Linked DNA regions of Urocitellus parryii: region 2 is linked to region 1. The links are chromatin contacts, called in public Hi-C maps. All regions are on one chromosome and are shown on one strand. The core of a region is the stretch at or near the end of the contact, and the rest is flanking DNA. Distances in the headings are between cores, read along the strand shown. Region 1 holds the start of Dctpp1 (dCTP pyrophosphatase 1). Region 2 holds the start of Prr14 (proline rich 14).

Region 1 (7,316 bases), core at 1,828-4,327:
CTGATAGAACATTGGTACATTAAATTGTTGAAAATTTATTTTGAAATAATAATGGACAATGTAAAAAGAATTAGTGGTACATGCCTGGGTATGGTGGTGGTGCATGCCTGTAATCCCAGCTACTTGGGAAACTGAGGTAGGAGAATCCCAAACTCCAAACTGGACTGGGCAACTTAATGAAACTCTTTCTCAAAATAAAAAATCAAATTGGCTGGGGATGTAGCTCATTGGCAGAGCAGAGACCTTAGGTTTGATCTCCAGCACCAAAAACCAAAACAACCAAGGAAAAACTCCCCAAAAAGTCATCTCTGACCTCCCAGCCAACACCCAGCTACTCTAAAATTTATCACCCTATTTGCTTCACACCTCTTATCCTAATCTGTAATTATCTTGAGAATGTATTGATGTGCTTTAAAATTATCCCCTGCTATGTAAGCTCCAAGATGGCAGGGATGTTCAGTATTCCTAGCACCTACAACAGTGTCTGATCCAGAGTTAATGATCAGAATATATTGAATGAATAAAAGAATGAATGAATGAGCAAATGAAGTAGACCTTTGGGACCTTAACACCCTTTCTTTTCCCACTTTTCTAGTTCTTGGTGTCTCATAGTGGTGGAAGCTGGCATCATCATCAATCCATTGACAAGTCTGGCTAGGCACAGAGGCACACTAATCCCAGCAACTCAGGGTGCTCAGTAATTTAATGAGACCCTGTCTCAAAATAAAAAATGATAGGCTGAGGATATAGCTCAGTGGTAGAGCACTTGTCCAGCATGTGTGAGGCCCTGGGTTCAATCCCCAGAACCACCAAAAAGAAAGAAAACTGCTAGGAATGAACATGTCTTAAATCTCAATTAATTATATTCCTTCCCACCCAACTCCCAGGTCTTCTATGTCTTCATTTCAGCAAATACCAAAACTACCCATCTAGTTAGTCAAGCCAGAGCTATCCAATACCTCTCTTTTTTTGTTGTCTGTTATATCCAATCTGTGTTGCCTAATCCAGTGGCTAATTCAGCACTCTCATTTTGCTCATCAGTTTAGCAGCACACAAATCAAATGCCCATTTATTTTGAAACACTTTCTCTGTATGTGTGTGAGAGTGTGTGTATGCTCTGTGTGTGTGTGTGTGTGTGTGTGTGTGTGTGTGTATGCACATGGAGGAGGGCAAAAAGTAGTAACCAATAGTGCTTATCACCTCTTTCCTGAACCACACAATCTGCAGATGCCCCTAATCACTTTTCATAAGTGTTATTTTTTTGGGGGGTATGGACAATGTTGAAGATCAAACTCAGGATCTCATGCATGCTGTCACATCCTCTTCACAGTGTTTTTTTTTTGGGGGGGGTGGGGGTGGGGGGAGGAGGGTAATAGGGATTTAACCCAGGGCACTGTATTTCTGAGCTATATCCCTATCTCTATTTTGTTTTATTTTGGGACAGGATCTCACTAAATTGTCAAGAACTTGCACTCCTGTTGTCTCAGCCTCCTGGGTCATTGGGCTTACAGGGTTGCACCGCTGCTACTGGCTTGCTTTATTTTTATCTAAAAATATTTTTAAACACTTTTTGTGGTATTGGGGATTGAACCCAGGACCTCATGCATGCTAAGCAAGAGCTCTACATCCCCAGCTATTTTATTTTGAAACAGCTCACTAAATTGACCAGATTGACCTTGAATTTTTGATCCTCCAGATCACAGGGATTACAGGTATGTACCACTGTCCCCAGATTTACAGTGTTTTAACTATGGTAACATTTAATTTTTACCTTAATATTTGTCACAATTTCAAGTATTATAGCACAGGTGCTAATAAAACTTGTGCCTAGTGGTGGAATTGCAGTACTTTGGGGACTTATTTTTGTTTATTTATTTTTTGGCACTGGAGATGCTAAGCATACACTCTATTGCAGAACTACATCCTTCAGTTCCTCTGCCCTTTTGGAATATTAATTTCTAAAATCTGTCTTTTCTTCCACTTTCTTAGTCTTTCACTTCCATTAAACTGTATGCCTCATTGAACTCCTGGAGAACAGACATAGCGACCTTAATAGGTATGTGAAAATAAATAATTCTCTATAAAGCTTGGATTCGACAAAATTCAAGTTCCTGTGTTTCACAAAGATCTCTTTTCTCTGCGTGCAGTGGCGAACGCCTGTAATGTCAGCAACTGGCAGGAAGATCGCCAATTCGAGGCGGACTGACAATGTAGTCAGAGCCAGTCTCAAAGAATAAAAAGGGGTAGGGATGTAGCTCAAGGGTAGAGTGCTCTTGGGTTCAATCCCCAGTGCCGAGAGAGAAAAAAAAAAAAACCTCTTCCCTTGGTCATATATATAACAACTCAGCGGGTCTCAGCCAAAGTAACAATTCCATGATCACCTCATAAATTCCCCAGCAAGCTTGGTGGTTTTGTGTGTGGTATGGCCGCGATAGAGACACATGAGTCTGGAGAGGTGGCAGAGGCCAATCTGTAATGGGTCACACATTTCAATGTCATGTAATCTACGTTGCGGGTAGGGAGGAGGACAGACTGGTTCCTTGAGACAGAAATGGGGGTTAACTCCTTCCAACCACAGCAATCAGCCGGGGCTGGGAGCAGAAGTGGGACAAAAGACCTAGGTCGTGGTCCCGACTTTGTTCCATTCTTTCCCTTCGATCGCATCCAACTAGTGTGGAGGCTGGTCTAGAGGATCTTCAGAGTCCCTAAACCCTGACGAATTTAATGCAGGCGGAGGGTACATTCACTTATGGAATTTCCCGCCAAACACACCCTCGGCCTCCTAACCTAGCATTTTGCTTTGGCGCCATCTGGCGCCCACAAAGGAGTAAAACGGCTACGCCCTCTCCTCCCGCTTCCCTGTCCTTTCCTCCGTGTCAAATTGGTACCGCGGACTTCTTAGGCGGAAGAATTCTCCGAGGTAAGGGACTACAGGATTAAAGCTCCTCAGATTGGTCCAGTCCTGATACGGGGCGGGCTGTAGCAAACTCCACACAGGTGATTGGTTTCTCCGCCGGCACTACTCCGTGAAGCAATCGAGCTCGCCCGTGATTGGTTAGGGGCCCTGGAGGCGGGCTCCCAGCGTGGCGCGGAGTTCTGTGCAGTGGCGTCTTAGTGGGTTGTGCAGCATGTCTAGTGCCGGAGGTGATACCCAGAGGGACGCTGGGAGAAAGGATACTGCTGCTGCCGCCGGCTCATTCAGCTTCAGCCCGGAACCCACGCTGGAGGACATGTAAGCAACCCACGACCAGGTTCGGGTGGAGAGATTGACCCCTTCCTCTATGCCATGGGACGGGTCCTCCCACGTGGTGGGGAAAAATGACCAGCAGTAGTGCTGGCTGACCCCTGGTGAGCCTCTAAACCTCTCAAGCAAAGTGGGCTCAGCAGTTCACAACTAAAGCGGGGAAATTGCCCCAGGAGTCTATACTGCCTCCGCCCTTCCGGAGTGGGTGTACCACCCAACAGGGGCAGATGAAGTGCGGAGAGGTAGGAAACATTAATTTTTGCTGGAGGAAATCAAAAAAGCTTCTTAGGGAAAGTGTAAAATACGCAGGACTTAGATGTGCAAAGATAGGGATATTCCAAGTGGAGGAAACTTCAAAATTAGCAATGGAATAATAAAGTATTGTTAGGTACGGCTAGAGGTTAAAGTGTCTGCAGGGGCACGCTGAATTTCAGATGCGAAAACCAAGTCTCATAAAGAGGAAATTACTTATTCAAGACCATCCACGGATTTAGTTGCAGAATCCTCTGACTCCAAGCCCCCTTTACGTATCACTGGGGTACCTGCCTGGGCTCTGCAGCTCCTCCCCCAACCACTAACCCTGGGAATTGGGCTTCTACTCCTTTATCTTATTCCAGCCGGCGTCTCCATGCAGAGTTTGCTGCAGAGCGGGACTGGGACCAGTTCCACCAGCCTCGGAACCTCCTACTGGCCTTGGTCGGGGAAGTGGGAGAGCTGGCAGAACTCTTGTGAGTAGATGGGAAGCTTTCTGGAACAGTCTGTTGTGGGGGATGGGAGAAACTGTGTGATCCTCAAACATTCATGGATTCAGTTTCCCTCCTCACTGCTGGTCTCTGTGCCTGGTGCTGGGGTTGAGATGACTCCCAGGTATCAACCCTCTGGGAGCACCCAGTCTCCAGGGAAAGAAAGTGTGAAAATACAAGATAGACCCGGATAGTAAGGAGGAGTTGTGGTAATAGCCCTTTACCTTTGTCTCTGGGGCTGAAAACAAGGTTTTCTCTAGAACACATATGTATAGTATTCCAGACAGGAGTTTGCAATGGTAGTGAGGCCAGAAAAGGCAAGTTAAACTTGGAGAGAATCTCATCCTCCTCCAGTATCATCTTCCCAAGAAAGATAAGGGATTTTGTATCTATTTTGTTCTCGGGTGTGTCCATTTGCCTGCACATCATAGCCATTTGGTAGTTATCCAGATGATGAGTGATAGAGCTATGCAAAAGCAGGGCTGGAGATGAACCCAGAAAGGTAGGATTGGGGCTTGAGAGTGATGAAGTTTGGACAGAAGACCTGACCACATTTGAGTAGTAGAAAGATAACTGTACCTGCAGGATGAATTAAATCACTGAGAGAATGAGACAGGGAGACCATTAAAGAGGCTAATTAGTATCAACCAGTCAATTAAAATCAAGACATGAGCCGGGTGCAGTGGCACATGCCTGTAATCCCAGCAGTTTGGGAAGCTAAGGCAGGAGTTCAAAAGCCAGCCTCAGCAATATAGCAAGGCCCTACCTAAGCAACTTAGTAAGACTCTGGCTCAAAAGATAAAAAGGGGGCCTGGGGTTGTGGCTAAGCGGCAGAGCACTTGCCTCGCACATGTAAGGCACTGGGTTCCATCCATAAATAAAAATATCTTTATTTTGTTTATTTATTTTTATAAACAAGCTTTGTTTATAAAAATAAATAAACAAAATAAAGGTATTAGCCAGACGTGGTGGCGCACACCTGTAATCCCTGTGGCTTGGGAGGCTAAGGCAGGAGGATCGAAAGTTCAAAGCCACCTTCAGCAATGGTGAGGCACTAAGCAACTTAGTGAGACCCTGTCTCTAAATAATATAAAAAGTTGGGCTGGGGATGTGGCTCAGTGGTTGAGTTCCCCAGAGTTGAACCCCTGGTACCAAAAAAGAAAAAAGAAAATAAAGATATTGTGTCCATGTATAACTTTATATATATGTATATGGGGTGTGTGTGTAAGTAGGGCTGGTTCAATAGTTAAGGTTCAAAAACAGAATCAAGATATATGACCTTGAACAAAGCAGACAACCTTCACAGTGGAAGGAGACTGATGATGATGATAAATTAACTAATTTTAAAAGATCTAGAATCGTGACGTCTTTTTTTTTTTTTTTTTTTTTTTGGTACCAGGGTTGAACCCAATTCTGGGTTATCCTTGGAGGAACTTTCTGGGAGATGGGAGTTCATTGCTGCAGGGACTGAGAGTGCTCCTTAGGGAGATAGAGCCCATTGTCCTAGCTAGAAGCTATATGTGATTGTCTTTGTTTTGCCCCCAGTCAGTGGAAGTCTGATGCAGAACCTGGCCCCAAAGCCTGGCCCCTAAGGGAACGGGCAGCCCTTCAAGAAGAGCTTAGTGATGTCCTCATCTATCTGGTGGCATTAGCAGCCCGTTGCCATGTGGATCTGCCCCAAGCAGTGCTCTCCAAAATGGATACCAACCGGCGACGTTACCCCGTTCATCTGTCACGTGGCTCAGCCCGCAAGTATACAGACTTGTCCCATGGGGCCATCTCTGAAGACCAGACTATGGGTCCTGCAGACCTTGCCCATGAGTCCTCAAGCCAGACCTCAACATAGAAACATGGGATCAGAACCTGCAACTCAGCATGGCACCTGAGAAGCAGAGGGTGGCCTGGCTACAGAACTTATTAATTAGTCCTTTCCTAACAAATCAGGGCTTAAGGGTCCCATTTCCCAGTTTTCAAGGCCCAAGAGCCTCCAGAAGATAGCCTTCTGGTGTTTTCTCCCCCAATAAAATGGTTTTAACTTCTCGATTCTTCTGAGGTGGCTAGGTAGGCTATCAGTAGCATTGCAGAAGGGCACCAGGAGTGTCTCTGAGCCCAGTCCTCACAGTTCTCTATTTTACCTTCTATCTGCAGGGCAGTGATCCAGTTGTTAGTAAATTCCTACAGGAATTTCATGCAAGTCTTCCCACTTCTGGACCTATAGAGGACATCAGAGGCTATATACAGTGTTGGTTAACAGTTCATATTCAGAACCAGGTTCTCTGGGTTCAGATACTTAGGGGCTGGATGATAGTCATCATTTTACTTCATCTCTTGTAAAATGAAAATAATAGCCTAGTACACAGTTTAAATAACTGTTAGTTTGTAGTTCTATTTTGCCTTTTCAACTCAAAGCTTTCAGGGGTCCATCAGAGACACAAATCAGGGCCAGATCTCTGATGTAGAGCAGAAGGGAGCTGCTGCTTCTCATGGCCACCTTCATAAAATTGAAGACCACATATCAATTAGGTCAATTTCTTGTTCTTCCTCTCCAAGTAAATTACACTGTTGAATTTGTACAGTTTATCTGTTGTGTAATCTTGGCACGTCACTTTCCTATCTGAAATACCTATGGCCTACATCTCACAGAGCAGGGTAATACAAAGAAAAGCACCTTTAACTACTTTTTGTGGCTAGGGTTATACTAAAGTGTACAGTACTTGCCTGGCATGTGCAAGGCCCTGGGTTCAACCCCCAGTATTGCCATTAAAAAAAAAAATTGAGATTTAACAATGGTCACTGACTTGCTATCCCTCTCATACGAAGGCCCCACTCTCCTGTCCTCTTATCCAGTGAATCCTTCCCAAGTAAAACAGAATCCATCAGATTGGAACTGCTTCAGCTCTACGTCTCTGAGCCCACCTTTCCTGTCTCTATCCAGTGATAAGAGGAATCTTATTAATAGTTTCCAATTTTATTCCCTCTTCTTCTTTGGTTGGTGCCAGAGATTGAACTTGGGCACTCAACCACTGAGCCACATCCCCAGCCCTATTTTGTGTTTATTAGAGACAGTCTCACTGAGTTGCTTAGCACCATGTTTTTGGGGCTTTGAACTCACAATTCTGCCTCGGCCTCCAGAGCCACTGGGATTACAGGAGTGCGCCACCATGCCCAGCTTATTCCTTCTTTATTATCTCCTTCCCTTTTATGTAATCAACTTTTTGGAAGAGGGAGTACTGGAGGATGAACTCAGGAGCTCTTCACCACTGAACTACATCTCCAGTCCTTTTTTTGAGACCGTATCACCAATTGCTTGGGATGGCCTTGAACTTGTG
Region 2 (7,316 bases), core at 1,329-3,828, 170 kb before region 1:
AAATGCTGTGATTCTTGCCCTGAGAGAAATTTACCCCAGAGTCAGTCATCTTATTTCTCTTTTATAACCCTGCTGGAATGCCCCAGCTAAACCCCTATCATCCTTCCCCAAGTTCTATACCTCAGCTGGGAGTCTGGGACCAGCAATGTCTTCTAGCATCACCACCAGAGTAGGTTGGGGGCCCCGGCCCACCTTTGGTGAAGGGCTCTCCTCTGGGATGGGGGTTGTCCTTGATCGTTGCCTCAGGGTAGAAGAGGGCCTATGGATTCGACTCAAGGGTTCTCGGCACAAATGCAGGGGGTCAGGAGGCCTGGAAAGGGAACCAAAAACTCAGTGGGCTCAGCTGTGTCCCCAGCTGATTCCCCATCCGCCATGCTCACCTGGCCTGTGAAGGCCACTTGATCTTTTGGGGTGGTGAGGCACGTGACTGGCTGCAGACAGAATCTTGAAGATTGCTGTGTTGCTGTGGAATAGAGTTCTTCTCTTGAGGGACCAGGGGGACCTAGAAGAGAGAGAGGTGTCAAGAGCAAGAGAGGGGGGCTGGGGATGTGGCTCAAGCGGTAGCGCGCTCGCCTGGCATGCGTGCGGCCCGGGTTCGATCCTCAGCACCACATACCAACAAAGATGTGTCCACCAAAAACTAAAATAAATAAATAAATGTATATTTAAAAAAAAAAAAAAAAGAGCAAGAGAGGTTGGACTGAACAGTGTCTCCCTTAGCCTAATAGTTCCCTTAGCCTCAAGGTGACAAAGATCATGGCTAGAATTCACTCAAATCCCCAAAGAAGAGGGGAGCTGGTCTGAATTAAGGGCCAGAATTAGAGATCTTGAACTGCAGGTGGGGAATGTGGGTAATCTCAACAGGCTGTTTGGAGAAATGAAAGAGAGTGATCTTGGGTGGGTCAATACCTTATTTTGGGTATCAGTTTTTCTCATTTGTGCAATGGAGCCAAGGACCCCAGAAGCTTCCCCAAGGAAAAAAAGCAGAAGGGTTTCTCATATTTGAAAGTTGTAGGAATGTGGTTCCAGCCACAGGGGTTGGGAGGTGAGGAAAGTGTGAGCACTGGAAACCCTGCTCACTTCTAGGTTGAAGGGAGAACTATGCAGAATTGTAGCATTAGGGAGGGTGCTGGGGCCATAGACATGAGAATGAGGTGTTTGTATATTTTTAAGGACTCTAGTCTGACTTTGGTACTGAGGAGTGATGTGAGGGGAAAAGAGGGCCTTTCAGTTCAGGGGGCTCACCATGTGGGCAGCCATAACATCTTCCAGCACCACGGCAAGGACCCTCCGAGAGGCCTTTTCCAGGGGCGAAGGGGCTCCCACGGGCTGCAGCCTTGGCCGTTTTGGGCTCCTGGCTTCCCATAATGATCGAGCTAGAGGCTGACGGCACAGCCGGCTAGATGAGCTGGAGGGTAAAAGAAGCAGAGGACGGTCGCCTGAAACTGTCGTTGGCTCTGTAGTTTCCCGGTACAGCCGCCAGGACCCCCGTCTCCCGGGCTCAAGACAGGCGGGCGGGGTGCGCTCTCACCTGGAGTCCCCAGGCAAGTCCATGGGGGAAGCGGCGGCTCCGGGGGGTCCCTGGGGGATGCCAGGCTGCGGCCTGGGGTAAGGGGGGGAGCAGGGGAGCGGGGAGTGAGGGCCAGCCCCACCCTCGGGCCTCCGCCCTTCATGGTCCTCCCGCAGCTCCCGGTAACCCAGACTGGAGCCCTGGGGCGCTGAAGGGCGCCCCCGGCTGGCAGGCCGGGGCGGGTGTAATCCCGCTGCCGCCGCCTTGATCAGCGGTTCACTCTTGCCCTGCCTGGCACCTGCCGCGAGATTCTGGGTTACAGAGGCCCCAGTTCTCTCAGGGTCCTAATCTCCCAGGGCCTTTGTCCCTGAAGATTCTGCCCTGAGATTCCCCGGGATCCACTGGGATCCCGGTCCTGGGAAGCTTCGTTTCCGCTGCATGCTTCAGTGATCCTCCTCCCTTCTCGGCGAGCAGCCGAGGATTCCAAAGCAATACTCCACACACTGACGGTCCTCCCTCCCACCAGATCCCCAAGACCGGATTTCTACAGAAAGAATCCTACAGCGCGGTTCTTCCAATCAGACGCCGCACGGCGCTCCTCCTCCCGCTGTGAGCTTTAGCTCTGCAAAGCTCCACTCCGGCGGGGGCAGCCCGAGCTTTGGCATCACAGAACTCACTCTGGATCCCGGGGGATCTACTGTCAAGCAGATACCCTCTTCGCTCCAACCCCGGAGGTTCCGCCCACAGACACCATCCCACCCACACCTCCTACCCTGCCCGTATCCCCTCCCAGCGTTCTACCCAGCCCGGGACCAGATGGTTCAAACGCTCCCTATCCCGCCCCCCCTCCTGCCCGCTCTGCAGCCTCTCCTTGCCCTCCCCCGCGCGCCGCTCACCGCCGCCTCCCGCGGATCCCCGGTCTTCGATAGCTCCCACCTCCGACTCCTTTAAAACCAGCCTTACCCAACGCTGCCCAACCGCCAGGGGCCTTCTTCTCGGAGTCTCCGGGCACCGCCCAATCGCCGGTCCCCGTCTTCCGGGGTGGTAAGAAACTAAGTGAAGCCGCCTGGTGGCCATCATCCCTAGGGGCAAGAAGCCAAATTGGGCAGCACCGCCATTATAGTTGAGGGCAAATATCGTAGTCCGGGTTGAACCTTAGTGGACGCGACAGCGTCATCTTTTCGAAGGCGAGTTAGTAGCTAAATACCATGCCAGATTTCATGACATGCTGAGGCAACCATAGTGAAGCTAGGGTACCTCCACGTTTTTTAAGGGCATCTTCCGGTTCTTTAGCTCTTAGGCCAATGAGCGTCGACCGACTGCTAACGATTTGTGAAATTCCCAACGTCCTAGAGAGGCCTCATCTGAGTCTGATTTGCGACACAACCCGGGGTTCTTCCACCAGATTCTCACCGCACAGGATCTGAGTTTGGGAGGGAGTGGCGGGGGTCCTGAGTTCAAACACCGGAGGTCAAAGACCAGAGCAGGTGCAGCCTCGGACTTCTTTGTTGCACGGTGTCCTGGAGAAATTGGGCCGAGCCGAAGTTGGGAGGAGGTTGGGCATGTTGATCTTCATTTCGTCTGAGTTTTGTATGCTTCTTCCCGGAGGAATGGAGGTGTCCGCTAACCGCAGAAAGGGCTCACCATTGAGGCTCCATTGCAGGAGGCCATAAATCCACCTTAGCTTGCTTGGTGGGGCCGGTTCAGCTTCCCTCTTTGTTCGGGACTCCCAGGAGCCACTATCATGAGGAGCCTGACTGATGCAGACCGTAAATACTCAGGGTTCAGGGATGGGATCTCGAAGCTTGGAGAAACTGCATCATGGGTTTTTAGCAGGAGCCAGACTGTTGGTGGGGAAAAAGTGAGCATATACCGTCTTCTCGCACTGTGAAGGCGCCCTCAGCACCTAATCCAGAAGAACTATTCCCTGTTCCAAAGCAAACCTTGTTTTCTTAATTAAATAAGAGAGCCTGAAGCCTAGTGTCCTGGGTTTAAGATCAAGGTGCAGAGGCACCTCTCGGTCTAGAATAATTTTCTTTCGGGAGATTGAGTGATGAAAGTATTGAAACAATGATATGGAAAGAACAGAATTGGTAATCAGCAGCGTGGAACATAAAGATTCTCCAACTCCGTCCCCAAGGACTCTCTTCAAGATAAAAGTGCTCTCAGGATTACAATGTCTCTTTGTGATTGGAGATCGGCTGGGTCTCTGGAAATCCTTTATGAGATTTCTGGTGTGAGTAGGCAACAGGTCTTCCAGCTAGAGGGATTTTCTCTCCTCCTGGATCCATTTGGCCATGTGGTGCCTAAAGATATTCCCTGGAGGTATGGTGAGTGCCTAGGCCTAGAGTGTCCTGAGTTTAAACACACAGGTCCTTTCTAGGCCCCAGGGCAGGAAAAGCCTTCAAGAGCAGAGCAAACAATCTGATTTTTGATTCTCTAAGTTGCCAGAAGTCTCAACAACACTAAGGGTAAAGGAAGTAGCCTAAGGAAAAGGCCTGGAGGCTGAAAATTTGGTAGATAGGGCCCAATCCTGAGATCCTAACTTAGGGCATAGAGTTCATCAAATTGAAATCTAAGGTAGACTGTCCCAGCCCTCAGCCTAGGCTAGCAAGGGTGAGCACTCATAGCTTCACAAAATTGAACTCTGCCCTTTTTGTGACTCCTATTTCAACTACTCCTACCTAACCCACCATCTGGGTACATATTACAATATGTGACAAGTGTGTGCTGAATGGTTCACATAAACTCCAGTGGGGCTGCTGATGGGCTGTTAGTGCACTTTAGTTATCTTTCCTCAGAAACTGGTCCTCTGGATCTCCCATCTTAACTGTGTTTGGCCTTATATATAGGATAGGAACAATAAGCCCTATCATGCCCATCTCAAAATAGACTTGGAAGATGAAGAGCAAGAGAGAAGACACAAAGAGAAAAAAAGTGAAGCTGGGTATAATGGTACATGCCTATCATCCCAGTGGCCAGGGAGGCTGAGGCAGGAGGATTGCAAGTTCAAGACCAGCCTCAGCAACTTAGTGAGACCCTGTCTCAAAAAAATAAAAAGGACTGGGGATGTAACTCAGTGGTAGAGCAACCCTGGGTTCAATCCCTAGTACCTGCCCCCAAAAGAGGATGATAAAAGCTGCTGCTTCTTAGCCAAGTGCAGTGGTGCACAGCTATAATCCCAGCAATTTGGGAGGCCAAGTGAGGAGGATCACAAAGTTCAAGACCAATTTAGCAATTTAGTGAGACCCTGCCTTAAATTTAAAAATGCCTGGGAATGTAGCTATTAAGCTCTACCATCAGGTAGAGCACACCTGGGGTTCAATCCCCAGTACTGCAAACAACAAAAAGCTGCTTCTTTCTGCTCTGAGTGCCCTGCCCCTTTGGGTCCTCCAGCTAGCTGCTGAAGACCTTTCTGTTAAAACCCACTAGCCTGAGCTCCAAAACAGCCAGGGTAGAGTGGGTGGGGTTGTAGCTGCAAGGTATCAGAGATGGGTGAAATGGGTCAATTTTAGCCCTTTACCAGGAACCACACCTCAGAAATAATAGTAAGCCTTGGGTTTGGGTTGCTGCTCTGGTTTGCATTAATCCATTCAACAAAATTTCAAGACTTCCCAGGTACTATGTCCTCGGGGGAGACATGCCTAACCCCTGAGAGTTTGTATCCCTGCATTTATACCTCTATATACGAGATTGCCCTCAGTTCTGATGCTTCCAGCAACTTCAATCCTCTACTCTGAGGTACTCGATTTAGCCAGGTTCAAGCACATTCCTGCCCAATTTAAGTCCCCTGATGAACATTGAAGCTTCACTTCTGGGGGGTTTTTCTACTCTAGTCAGCTACTTCAGATTGTTATTATTATTTTTAATCTGAAAAATTTGGTCCTGCCTATGGTCCTCCTCCTCTTTCCCAGTGGAGAGAGCCACCTGTGGCCAGTTCCGTCCTTGTCCATCCCCTCTTTTTTTCTAGCAGGGGGATGGTAGACAGGGCTCAAGTTTGGAAAGCTGATGGTAAAACTAATGAAAATGTGGGGAGGGAAGGAGATTGGGAGGGTGGAGAGACAACAAAGAAGAGTGAAGGGAGCTGCCTATTAATATCTGAAACAGTAGTACATTATGATGCCTGGTTTTCAATTTATCCCCTCATCTCCAATTTTTTATTTGTTTATTTATTTAGGGCTGGTAATCAATCTCAGGGCCTCCCACATGCTAGGCAAGCACTCTACTACTGAGCTACACTCCCAGCCCTCAAATTCATTCTCCCCACCCCCTTGCTCTGTGAGAATGGATCTGGTCCATTGAAATATTTTTTCTCTGCTAGCTGGCATTGTGTTAAGGGTTGTCCATATACTGCTAGAAAAACATTGCAGCAAGAAAGGGAGTTGCTTCCTGGTTCCAGTGAACCTACTGGCAGGCTCCTGGGTTCTATCCCCCAGCCCCTGCATGGTGGTCAACAGCATCCAATGGCCAGCAGCTCACCCTAGTACCTTCTTGGATGGCTTTGTAGTGACTCCACTACAGAGTACCTCTGATGAGACATCTTCCCATGAATAGCCCTTCCTGGCAACCTAGAGGAAAGATTTCCAGCAGGTTCCACGAGAAGGGCACTCTAACCATTTCTGTGAGCTCTCCAGAAAGTTCTGGATCACCCCCAGGAAGGATGGAGTATTTTTCCTGGATGCTCTCAGTGTGAGGGACAGCAGCTGCTTCTTATATCTGCTGTTCTTGCAGTTTTTTAAATTGCTTATTATCTGTAGTGAATAGAATTTTGCCCCTCCCCAAAGATATGTTCAAGTCCTAACCCTCTCCCTCAGTTCCTATAAATGTGACTTTATTTGGAAATAAAGTCTTTGCAAATGTAGTTAAAATGAGATCATACTGGATTAGGATGGGCCCTAATCCAGTGACTGGTGTGTCATTAATAAGAAAAGGAACTTGGACACACACATAAAAAGGAGACTGTAATGTGAAGATACAAACATGAGGAGAAAATACCATATGACAGAGGTAGAGACTGAAGTGGTGCTTCTGATACAAGCCAAGGAATGCCAAAGATTGCCAACAAGACTACCAGCAACCTAGAAGAGGCAAAGGAAGACATTCTACCCAGGAAAATGATACAGAATTCAATCTTTCATTTCTTTAAATTACCTGTTATAATTGATCATTTTTGTATTAACTTTTCCTCATTTAAATTACCATATGGTTTCTCCTTCCTGATTGGACCAGACTTAACACATCAACAAATATACTAGCATCTTAGCATGAAATAAAGTAGAATATCTAAGCTAGGTAATGTGGTTGAATGCCCATAATTCCAGCTACTCGGGAGGCTGAGGCAGGAAGGTCAAAAATTCGAGGCCAGCCTCAGCAATTTAGCAAGATCCTGTCTCAAAAATTTAAAAAGGGATGGATACTGGGGATTGACCTAGAGCAAAATATATTCCATGCTTATATAATTATGTCAAAATGAACCCAAAAGTTATGTATAACTATAATGAACTAATAAATACGTGGCTCAGTGGTGGAACACCCCTGGGTTCAATCCCTAGGGCTAAAAAAAAAGGATGCATATAAATGTGTGTGTGTGTGTGTGTGTGTGTGTGTTACACAGTTGAACTGTTAACAGAAGAAAGAAGCAATAAAAAGAAAAATTGCCAGGCTCAGTGGCGCACACCTGTAATCCCAGCGGCTTGGGAGAATGAGACAGGAGAATCGCAAGTTCAAAGCCAGCTTCAGCAACCACAAGGCACTAAGCAACTCAGTGAGACTCTGTCTCTAAATAAAATACAAAATAGGGCTGTGG

The links. A called contact is a pair of places that touch in the nucleus more often than the background predicts.
Region 2: a Hi-C map of liver shows a contact between it and region 1, with 4 times the contacts expected there. The contact joins the promoter of Prr14 here to the promoter of Dctpp1 in region 1. A contact is called at or near these places in 2 of 2 Hi-C or Micro-C datasets (liver and muscle).

The regions. Positions count from the first base shown.
Region 1 is chr9:20,968,146-20,975,461 of mUroPar1.hap1, reverse strand. It overlaps Dctpp1 (dCTP pyrophosphatase 1), which reads left to right and starts at 3,077. Exons shown (of 3, transcript XM_026400423.2): 1 at 3,077-3,232; 2 at 3,862-3,972; 3 at 5,533-6,030. The coding sequence starts at 3,129. The coding sequence ends at 5,833.
Region 2 is chr9:21,139,385-21,146,700 of mUroPar1.hap1, reverse strand. Prr14 (proline rich 14) reads right to left here and starts at 2,578. Exons shown (of 13, transcript XM_026400311.2): 1 at 2,407-2,578; 2 at 1,532-1,603; 3 at 1,246-1,408; 4 at 381-502; 5 at 121-310. The coding sequence starts at 1,554.